Linked DNA regions of Siniperca chuatsi: region 2 is linked to region 1. The links are chromatin contacts, called in public Hi-C maps. All regions are on one chromosome and are shown on one strand. Each heading gives the region's core, a stretch centred on a gene start, on an enhancer-like site or on the middle of the called end of the contact. The rest is flanking DNA. Distances are from core to core; before and after follow the strand shown.

Region 1 (4,701 bases), core at 1,100-3,599:
ACAGGAAATGGCCATCCAGCAGTCACTGGGTATGCGCTGCCCTGAGGACGAGTATGGTGGTTATGGCTACCATCAGCATGGATACGAACACGGTTACCAGGATGGCTATCACCAGGGCTACGGTTACTAACTCCTCCCTCTGCCTTGCAGCTGGTACTTGGCAGTATCGGCCCTCTTCCTTTCACCCATAACCTTTTTTAATCTTTCCTACAATCCTCCACCAGGCAGTTGGCTCAGATGGAGTGAGGTCCCTGAATGTTTTGTAGCACTTAGTGAAAGCCTCAAAACTGTTGCTTTCACCTATCCAGTTCTTTGAGATATATATAGCATAGTATGCTGCAAGTAATGGTAATTTTTGCAAGGGGCTTTAATCAGAGCCGGTTAGTCAACAAACGTGTAGATGAGCCGGGAGGTTCAGGGATCTGTTGTGGACTTAGTTTTTGTTTTATGGATTTGTCATTTCTGACTTCAAACAAAGAGTGTTTTGCACGTTATTATATTATTCCTCTCCTTCACTTGCATTCCAGGTCAAATTTACATAGTCATGTCATCAGCACAGACCTTTATTTTGTAGATAATGGGCTAAAATAAGACATATATGTATTTATTGGACATCTGTTGCATTTGTGCAGTTATTGATTATTATATGAAAATAAGCTGTCACATTATTTCTCTTTTGTAAAGTTTCTGTTGCTATACAATGTTCTTATTTATACTCTATTGTGCTATATGACAAATAAACATTTGTTTACTACCAGTAATGGTCTCTGAATTGCTTGCTGTGCACAGTTTATCAATGCTCACCTGCAATGTTTCAGTCGAAACTTAAGCAGTGCAAGAGTCTTTTAAGCTACATCTCCTCCTAGTGGCCTAATAAGATGATGAAGGGAAATACTTTGGCCATTATTGGCCACATAATAATGAATGCAAGAATCAAACAAAAGACCCGCACACTGTACTAATAGCTCCCGTCAATGTTTACTGAGCAACGTTTCGATCTAATGGAGATCTTCGTCAGGCATTGCTCAGTAAACACTGACGGGAGCTATTAGTACAGTGTGCGGGTCTTTTGTTTGATTCTTGCCTTCAGTTTGCTTTTTGACCCAGCACCTGTTTAAAAACAATTGGGGTTTTTTTGGTGTGTGTACCCTACACCCTTTTTGTCTCATGTAAGAATGAAGACAACCCTGTCATATATTAAGAAACATGTGTGCTGTACTACAGTGGTAATGAAAAATAATAAAGATGGCTTTCAACTTCCTTAACCTCATGGTCCCTTTAGTGGGTCTGTTATTAGCAACCCATATTGTGCAGCCAAGAACTGAAAATTGTTTTCCTCCGGGATTTCCAAACATAAAACATACAAAATTCAGCTTAAATGTGTATGTAATGATGTAGCTGCTTTTGGGTAATAATATTTTACTTTATGTTGTAATATTTCACTAAACATTAACACAATGTTGATTTAATGAAGCTCTGGAACATTCCAGGGGAACAAAAATCATAGTTACACAATGATAATACAACGAGGTTCATCACTTCTTTCCCAACTGCCTCCTCTTTATCGTATCTTCTACTTGTCTTCTCTTCCTCCTTCTTCCTGGTCCATCCTCTCCTGCCATCAGTTTTCATCCACAATCATTCTTTTCTTTTTTCACTTCTCTGTACTCTCCTGTTTCCCAACACTACTTTACCTTTCGTCCCCACCCTTGTCAGCATATCTATGGTCCCTTTCTTCCCTCAGATCTCCACCTCCTCTGCCATACTGCTATTGCTACGTGTGAATTTAAATTCCATTACTGTCACTTATATTTAGACAAAATTAAAGCCCTTTACTTGCAGTTGATTTCAGAACAACTAACATTCATACATGTTAAAATTTAATGGCACAAACAAGAATCTTAAAAGAAATACATTTCATAGTATTTCACAGCTGCAATACATCAATACTAGTCATGTTACAAAAAAAAAATGTTCAAGGCCAAGAACCAAGAGCCAGTTTGTTGTGCTTTCAGAAATTCAGGCATACTAACTGGTCTATTATGTCAATGCTCTGATTCTGGTTCATGTTTAATAAAATACACTGAGTGAGCAGAAAAATAGAAAGCCCTGTGCACTGTAATGGAAACACAGTCCTGTTGTGTGTGTACATTTCTGGTAACGTATAATTTACAATTACATGGAAATGTTTGAATAGGTTGTGGATGTGTACTGGACTGTTGCTTAAGTTTTCCACAGTGTTTAAATATTGACCATAGATTGAATAAACACTTCTTTTACACAATGCCAACAACAATTCAAAACAGAACAAATCCATATACAATCATAAAACTGTCTGAAATGTGCAATGCAGTGCAGTGAGATAACTTCTGTTATGAAATGGTGCTATATAAATACAATTGAATTGAAATTTGGCTGCTGGTCATTAAAACAATCAATCACCTGCAAGCAGTCAAACAGCTGCACATACAACAGGAATCAGAGGAAAGAAACTATCCATATCAGAAAACCTTAATGATCCCAAAAACAGTGACAATTATTTCCCAGCACATATATTGATTTATCTTCCACTACACTGATGACAGCACTCATACACAGACAGGCACATTTCAAAATATAAACAATAGCCTTAGTTATCACAAGTGTCCGACACAGTTCATCAGTCCATCAACACTGTCTGTCACTGTTTAAACGCTGACAGTCATTCAAGTAAATGCTTTGACAGGTAGAATCTGAGACCATGCTGCGTCAAAGAGAACAAGTCTATAGTGCAGCTTAATATCAGCTGCAGTGAAGAAGAAAATGTTCTGTCTTGTAGAAGAGCCATAACTCAGTACTACAAAGACTCCTCCTCAGATTCACTGTCTGTGTTGGGCTTTGTCAGGAGCTCCAGCTCCTCGCCGTCCTACGACAGAAAACACAAAGAGCAAATCAGAATACATGCAGAAGTGGTGAAATCCAGTGGACAAACCTGCAGACACAAAGGCCTTTCTAATATTAACATCTAAGTATCATCACCAAACACCAACTTTCTAAGTTGGCCACTGGTCATGGAAACAACCTCAAAGTCCCACTAACTCCAGGACAGTGTCCTCATAAGGCCCCCATAGACATCTGTTCTGTTTAATAGCTTCCTCTTTCAAAATCCAATAGACCACATTGACCTAATGAAAGGCACCAGCATGAGTCTGAATGCTGTTTACAAGGGAATCAGGTTTCCTCCTGCATTGAAGAAATCACATTATAGAGAAATGAGAGCCAAGTTTCCTACAGAGAACTCGGTATGTGTGTGGGAGGAGAGGACCCTTACCCCCTTACCTGGAGGTAAGGCGAGTGACGCTGGGTGGAGGAGTGTGTGGGCTTGTGTGCGTGACTAGTGAAGGTTTGTGGTTTTTGTGGTTTGCTCCCTACCCCTCTGGACCTCTCGAACACCTCTCCGTTGATGACCCGCAGTTTTTCCTGCTGCAGGCTGTATTCCAGGTCCTTGGGCCGGCTGGCGTTGTAGATAAAGATGGCCAGCAGGACCATGGGAGCCTGGAGGAAGAAGTCCAGCGAAGGGCGGAAGTCGAAGAGGAAGAGGGAGAGGGCAGTAACTAGAACAGTGGTGATCTGGCCTGTCAGCACATGGAACATGTTGTCTCTGAATTTCAAGATGAAGGCCACAGATAAACCCAGGGCAGCTGGGGAGAAGACAGAGAAGAGTGTGAGTTTTTCAAATGCGCACTTTAAATTTCATATATTATTCATACACATTCATCCATTCACTGTCTTTACCATATAAACAACAGCACTGGATATTTGCTCAAAAGCTTAAAATGACAAGTTTCCTGACCTCTTTTAAGTACTTGCATTACTTACAAGATTACTAGGTCACAAATTATGACTGCAAAAAATTCCTGTGCAGTCCAGAAAAATTACAGCACTGGTTTTTTTGTTAAAACAGCCTGCGTTTATATTTAGTAGCATGAGGTTGTTGGTTGTTGGAAAGCGTCGGACTTGAAAACTGGAGAGCAGGGTTTGCGTCCTCTCTCCTACCAGCCATCAAAGCTGTTTTCTTGTAACAATGAACACAATCTTTCCATATGCCAAACCATGATCATTATCTTTTCCTAACCTTAAAGTAACAGTTAGACATTTTGGGGAAATGTGCTTATTCCTTCTCTTGCCGAGAGTTAGATGACATGGTTCATACCACTTCTCATATTAAATATGAAGGTACAGCCAGAAGACGGTTAGCTTAGCTTAGCGTAAAGAAGCAGGGGGAAACAGATAGCTTGGCTCTGTCCAAAAGGTTAAAAAAAATACACCTACCTACCTAAACTTAACCAAGGGGGCATCAGATCAGAAAACACTCATATCAGCCTTTTTGGAAGACACTGACAAATCAGCTATTTTGTCATTTAAGTATGAGGACTTGTTACTTAACTACTGTTCACTCACCTGTAACAAGCACCAGACCCAGGGAGTAGATGTTATGTCCATGGAGGAGGCCACAGTGGAGGGTGAGGCCTCGTGCCTCACTGCCGAGCCCCAGGGTCAGACCATTAAACACCACACCAAAGGCATACCTACAAAACCATGCAGCAAAGCGCTAAGATTAGAATGGAAGACCTGAATGTAGCCATGTGTCTTCTGCCTTATTATTTTCTTCATTAGTCGCCACTCACAATTTACTGTTCTGGATGAAGATGCTCTCAGTGA
Region 2 (4,701 bases), core at 696-3,195, 36 kb before region 1:
CATGATCATGGTTAAAATTAAAATCTAATCCGACTTTATCCTTAAGAGGTTTTGCAGCATTAAAACAACATTACACTTTACTTCCGCCTTCGCTCATGACAGAGTAAAATCATTATTCATATGGCCACAAGAGGTCTCCTTTAGAATAACATAAATATAGGTGTTTTAAGGCTAGGCTAAGTCCACATGCTAAAGATGTAACAGAGCTATCGCTGTACTGAACACAGAGAAATTAAATATTAATATTGTTCTTCTCATCTAGTAAGACAAAATCCACATTTCCCAAAATGGTAGAGTATTCCTGTAAGACTGTCTTGTGCGATTAATAATAAAACGGAATTAAATAACTGTCAAGACAATACCATTAGCTAAACTTCAAAACAACGTACGCCAACTTACTGACAAGTTCCCATAAACAGTAATATCTTCTCAATACAGTCAAGCCTTTCTTCAGATAAAAGCCATATAAATCACCATTTGCTTTCTTCATCTGTTTATGCTTTTGGAGGAACTCAATTAGAGTTTATAGTATGCACACTGGGCAATTCCATATTTGCTCTATAGATCTGCTGGAAAGAGAATCAGAATCAGAAATACTTTATTGATCCCCGAGGGGAAACTCTTTTGTTACAGGGTTTCAGGGTTTGTCCTCACGTGAAGAAACAAACTGACAGCAGTAAAAGCAGAATGTTCCTGCCTTGATGACTGCTGAATGAACAGTCAGTTTTGAATGTGTGAAAGGGTCAGTCTCCGAAAATGAGCTTATTTCATGCACAGCGTATCACAAATTCAAGATTTCATGCGGCCCATATATGAATCGCTTTGATGATCTCAGAAACTTTAACAGAGACACGGCCATGGAAGTGTTGGTGGGGATTATGGTTTCATTTTCTCATCAGAATAGATTATTGTATGTATATCTTGTAAAATACACACACATTTTATGTAGTGTTAATATTTGGAGTGGACTGTCATGGGTATTATAAATTATTTCTGAATTGCCCTATCTCCCAGGTTAGTAGAAAGGAAATTATTTAGGCAGTCATAGCTGCAACGTCAAGTCTGTGACTCCTGGTGCATGACGCATTGCTTGTTTCCAGGACAACAAATGGCAGCTGTCATGAGGTGCAGTAGCACTTCATAGCTCTAGGATGCTGTAATAGTTAACTTCACTCCCCCACGTCTGTCTGAATCCTGTATGTAAGGTGATGTCAGTGGAAACACTGGGAGGGAAGTGCCTGTCGCCTGATTCAGCTCTGTCTCAGCTGGGGGGCGAAGGCTCGTATCGTGGGACTGGGTTTCCTCAGGTTCCAGGATGTCTGCTCTACATAGGACAACATAGGAAGAAGGAAACCTGTTACTTACATTAGCCCTAGACATTCATGATGACATCACTGGTGTAGTAAAACCTCCACAGAATAATAATAATATAACTAATGTTCAGTTAGACAAACGTTTCATAAGAACTACTTTGATATGTTTTTTGTAAACTCCTTGAATTCACTATTGGAAAAACTTCATTAGAATACACTGGAACAATGAGACAGACATGTCTCTAGGGTAAAGGGATACTATACTACTTCCCTAACAAATTGTTCAGGTCAGAGGTTCTCCTTATGATACAAACAGAACACCCAGATTCCTCAGCTGCTTCCAAACAAGGAGGGCTTTTTGGAAAAGTACCGAGAGCTTTTTGGACACCGGCCTGTTTCAACTCACAATAGGCAGAAATAGCCTTGTACTATGTTTAGCTGTGAGTTTGTTTTAAACACGTACAGTACATGTGTCAATATGGTGTGTACCTTGTCCAGGTTTGTTTTGCTCGGTTTTACACATATAGTCCAGGCTCTGTTGATTCTGGACAGATATATTTAGCTCATGGTCTCTAAAGACCTGGGTGTTGCAAAACCTGCGCTCAAATAGAAAAGCAAATGTTACAAGCTGCTGCATACTTCAGGGAGTAAAGAGTAAAGAAATTGTTTCCAATTTCCAGAGCACAGCAAGAGTCTCCAGCCATGCTAACGGCTCTGTGAGGCTTACACACTCACAATGACAATGCTACGTTTAGCAGGTATAATGTTTACCATATTCACCACCTTAGTTTAGCCAGTTAGCATGCTAACATTTGCTAATTAGCCTCAAGTACAACTTGATGCTGATGGGAATGTCATGATTTTTGCAGGTATTTGGTCATAAACCAAAGTATTACACACAATAAAATGACCTGATGACAGCATTGAGGAGACGTTAAGGGATCACCAAAGTTATTACAATTCATCCTGAGGGGGGCATGCATGTCTAAACCAAATTTCATCCCATTGTTGAGAGATTTCACTCAAAACCACAAATGTGAAACCTCATTAGGATACATCCTTTTGGAAACACAAGTATCTGTACTAAATTTAATGGCAATCCATCCAATATTTCAGTCTGGACCAAAGTGGTGGACCGACCGACTGACACACTGACATGGTCATCCTCAGAGCCAGATTGCTAGCATAAAAAGTTCCTCTATTCATACAGTCCAAATGTTAGCAATTACTGTAATGTCACTATTCTAAAACGTGATCAAAAGAAAGTAGATCAGGCAAAACATTAGCAGTTATTAAATGCTTTCAGACCTATTTTGAGACTATCTTTGTATGTCTCTTGCTTCAGTTTCAGCGAGCGATCGTGGCCATCTGTGCCATTTATGGAGCATGAAGCGGCAGACTCAGCCAGAGCCTTTCTCCGCCTCTCCTCAATCTGTCAGTCCACAACGCGCAGTCCCATCACTGAACAGAACTCATGGCTCTCATTTGCCAAACCAGCTGTGGGGCTGGCGTACTTCTTCACCAAGTGAGTCAGACACAGATGTCCCTGGAAAGAGACCCAGCGCTGAGTGGAAAACTGCAGTTTTCAACACACTGCAATTCTTGGACGTGATTTTTGACCCTGATTGATTTTATTGTGGTTTGATTTTCTAAATATTTCCTCCGATGCTCAAAACTTTGTTTTTGCAAGACAGGTTAGGTTCATTTGTCTGAATGTAGCCTCACTTTTATGTTTCCAGTTCACTTCCGCATTCTTTCTAAAACTAAGACTTTACAGACCATTTGGATGTTTTTGGTGCAGCTGTAATTCATTTTATCTTCTTGTAGTCCACCACTGGGATCCATCACCACAGCTAAGCATGGATCCCAGATCACAAACTCTCAAAGTCTGACCTATTAAGGCTCTTGATTGCTCCACATCTTTGAGATTTAACTGTATTAAACATGTGTTTTCTTCCACTACCCCCTCCTATCTGAGTGTCTCAGTGTAGAGCTCTCTCTCATCTCAACAGACCATCAGCTCCCGTCTGCGTTCCTCCAGAAAAGGATGCCTGGGAGAGAGGGATGAAAGGCCAGGAAATGACTGTGAATGGGAATAACCCACTCACTGGTGACACTCCATGAAATCCACCCGCAACAATCTTGTCGTTCAAGCTTGAGCTGCTACAGTGTGCAAGAGGGAGGGCGTTGAGAGGATAGCTGAACTGGATCCACAGCAAATCGCTTTTCCATGGTGCTTTAGTAATCTCAAATAATTGACAGCTATTTACATCGACCTTTGACTTTCCTGGTTCTAGTTCATAGTGAGGCCTGAAAATAAGCATGGGACTGACTCAAAAGTGCTTAATAATTGGCTGTGAGGGCTCATGCTGACTACTTTACTATAGTAAGTAGTTTAAATAGTAGACCTAAGTTACACCAATATTAGAGTAATATACTGTATAATACTCTATATCACATTAACTGTGAACTTAAACATACTCTTTACATCATATTCAAATGTTACTTGAAAGCTCATTTTTTGCTCAGTTCTGGTCTCAAACGATGTGATATTTTTCACACAGTCATTTGTGTAATTGTGTAAAGAAAGTTGTCCAGTCTGTGTTGAAGAGACTTTGTGATCATTGGAACTGTCACTGTACCGGTAACACTGCTGTTGTCTCTGTGAAATGTCAACATTAGTATAACACAGACTGTCTGCCTCTCTGCTCCACAATGCGACTGTTGTGTCAGTGTCAAAGACACCAGAAAGTGTTTCAAGTTGGGACACTTGGGAAAGCTTATCTTGGCTCCCTTTTAGAATATGGGTGTGTTTTCTGTTGAAAATTCAAAGCTCGGTTCCAAACTCTGTAACCAATAACCTTTCTCCATATGTATTTAGCATGGCAGAATTACACCCAGTTTCTCTGCTCTGACGGCTGAAATATGCTGAAATGTTGAAATGAGAGATATCAGACTAACATGAAAGATCATTTTCAAGCCCTCAGCCTGGAAATGTGCAACGACTGATAATGATTATTCACTCGTACACAACCTTCTCTTCATCTCTCCCTTCTCTTCTTGTTCTGTCTCACGCATATCTTGCATGAGGATCTGATACTGTGCTTCTTTGAAAGCTTGTTAATGAATCCACGCAGCATCTTGTGTTGCCTATAAGACTTTACAGATTTGATAGAAAAGATCAAGAGAAAAGATTGTTTGACCCTAGGTCACTAAACTGGTCATTGAGCATTACATCTCCGCCATAATTAATAATAATTGTGCAATATTCTGTTTACTCCTCAAGTGCAATATTAGTTTTCCCTTGTTAGTTTTTCTTATTTATTGTTACGGATATACCTCAATTACTCTCGACAGTACATGCACCTCCGCTTTTACTATTATATAT

The links. A called contact is a pair of places that touch in the nucleus more often than the background predicts.
Region 2: a contact with region 1 is called in a Hi-C map of skeletal muscle, with 7 times the contacts expected there. The contact joins two enhancer-like sites. A contact is called at or near these places in 2 of 3 Hi-C or Micro-C datasets (skeletal muscle and an unstated tissue).

The regions. Positions count from the first base shown.
Region 1 is chrLG12:26,724,844-26,729,544 of ASM2008510v1, reverse strand. slc35a5 (probable UDP-sugar transporter protein SLC35A5) reads right to left here. Exons shown (of 10, transcript XM_044216239.1): 7 at 4,668-4,701; 8 at 4,441-4,568; 9 at 3,412-3,680; 10 at 1,868-2,905. The coding sequence ends at 2,837. It overlaps ccdc80 (coiled-coil domain-containing protein 80), which reads left to right. Exons shown (of 10, transcript XM_044216236.1): 10 at 1-757. The coding sequence ends at 130. Among protein-coding and RNA genes, the nearest start is that of slc35a5, 8.6 kb to the right of the region's middle. Within about 2 kb of position 2,349, the one cell type or tissue checked has an H3K27ac peak away from gene starts, as active enhancers do.
Region 2 is chrLG12:26,760,340-26,765,040 of ASM2008510v1, reverse strand. LOC122885321 (a long non-coding RNA gene) reads right to left here. Exons shown (of 3, transcript XR_006380092.1): 3 at 623-1,324. Among protein-coding and RNA genes, the nearest start is that of LOC122885321, 4.3 kb to the right of the region's middle. Within about 2 kb of position 1,945, the one cell type or tissue checked has an H3K27ac peak away from gene starts, as active enhancers do.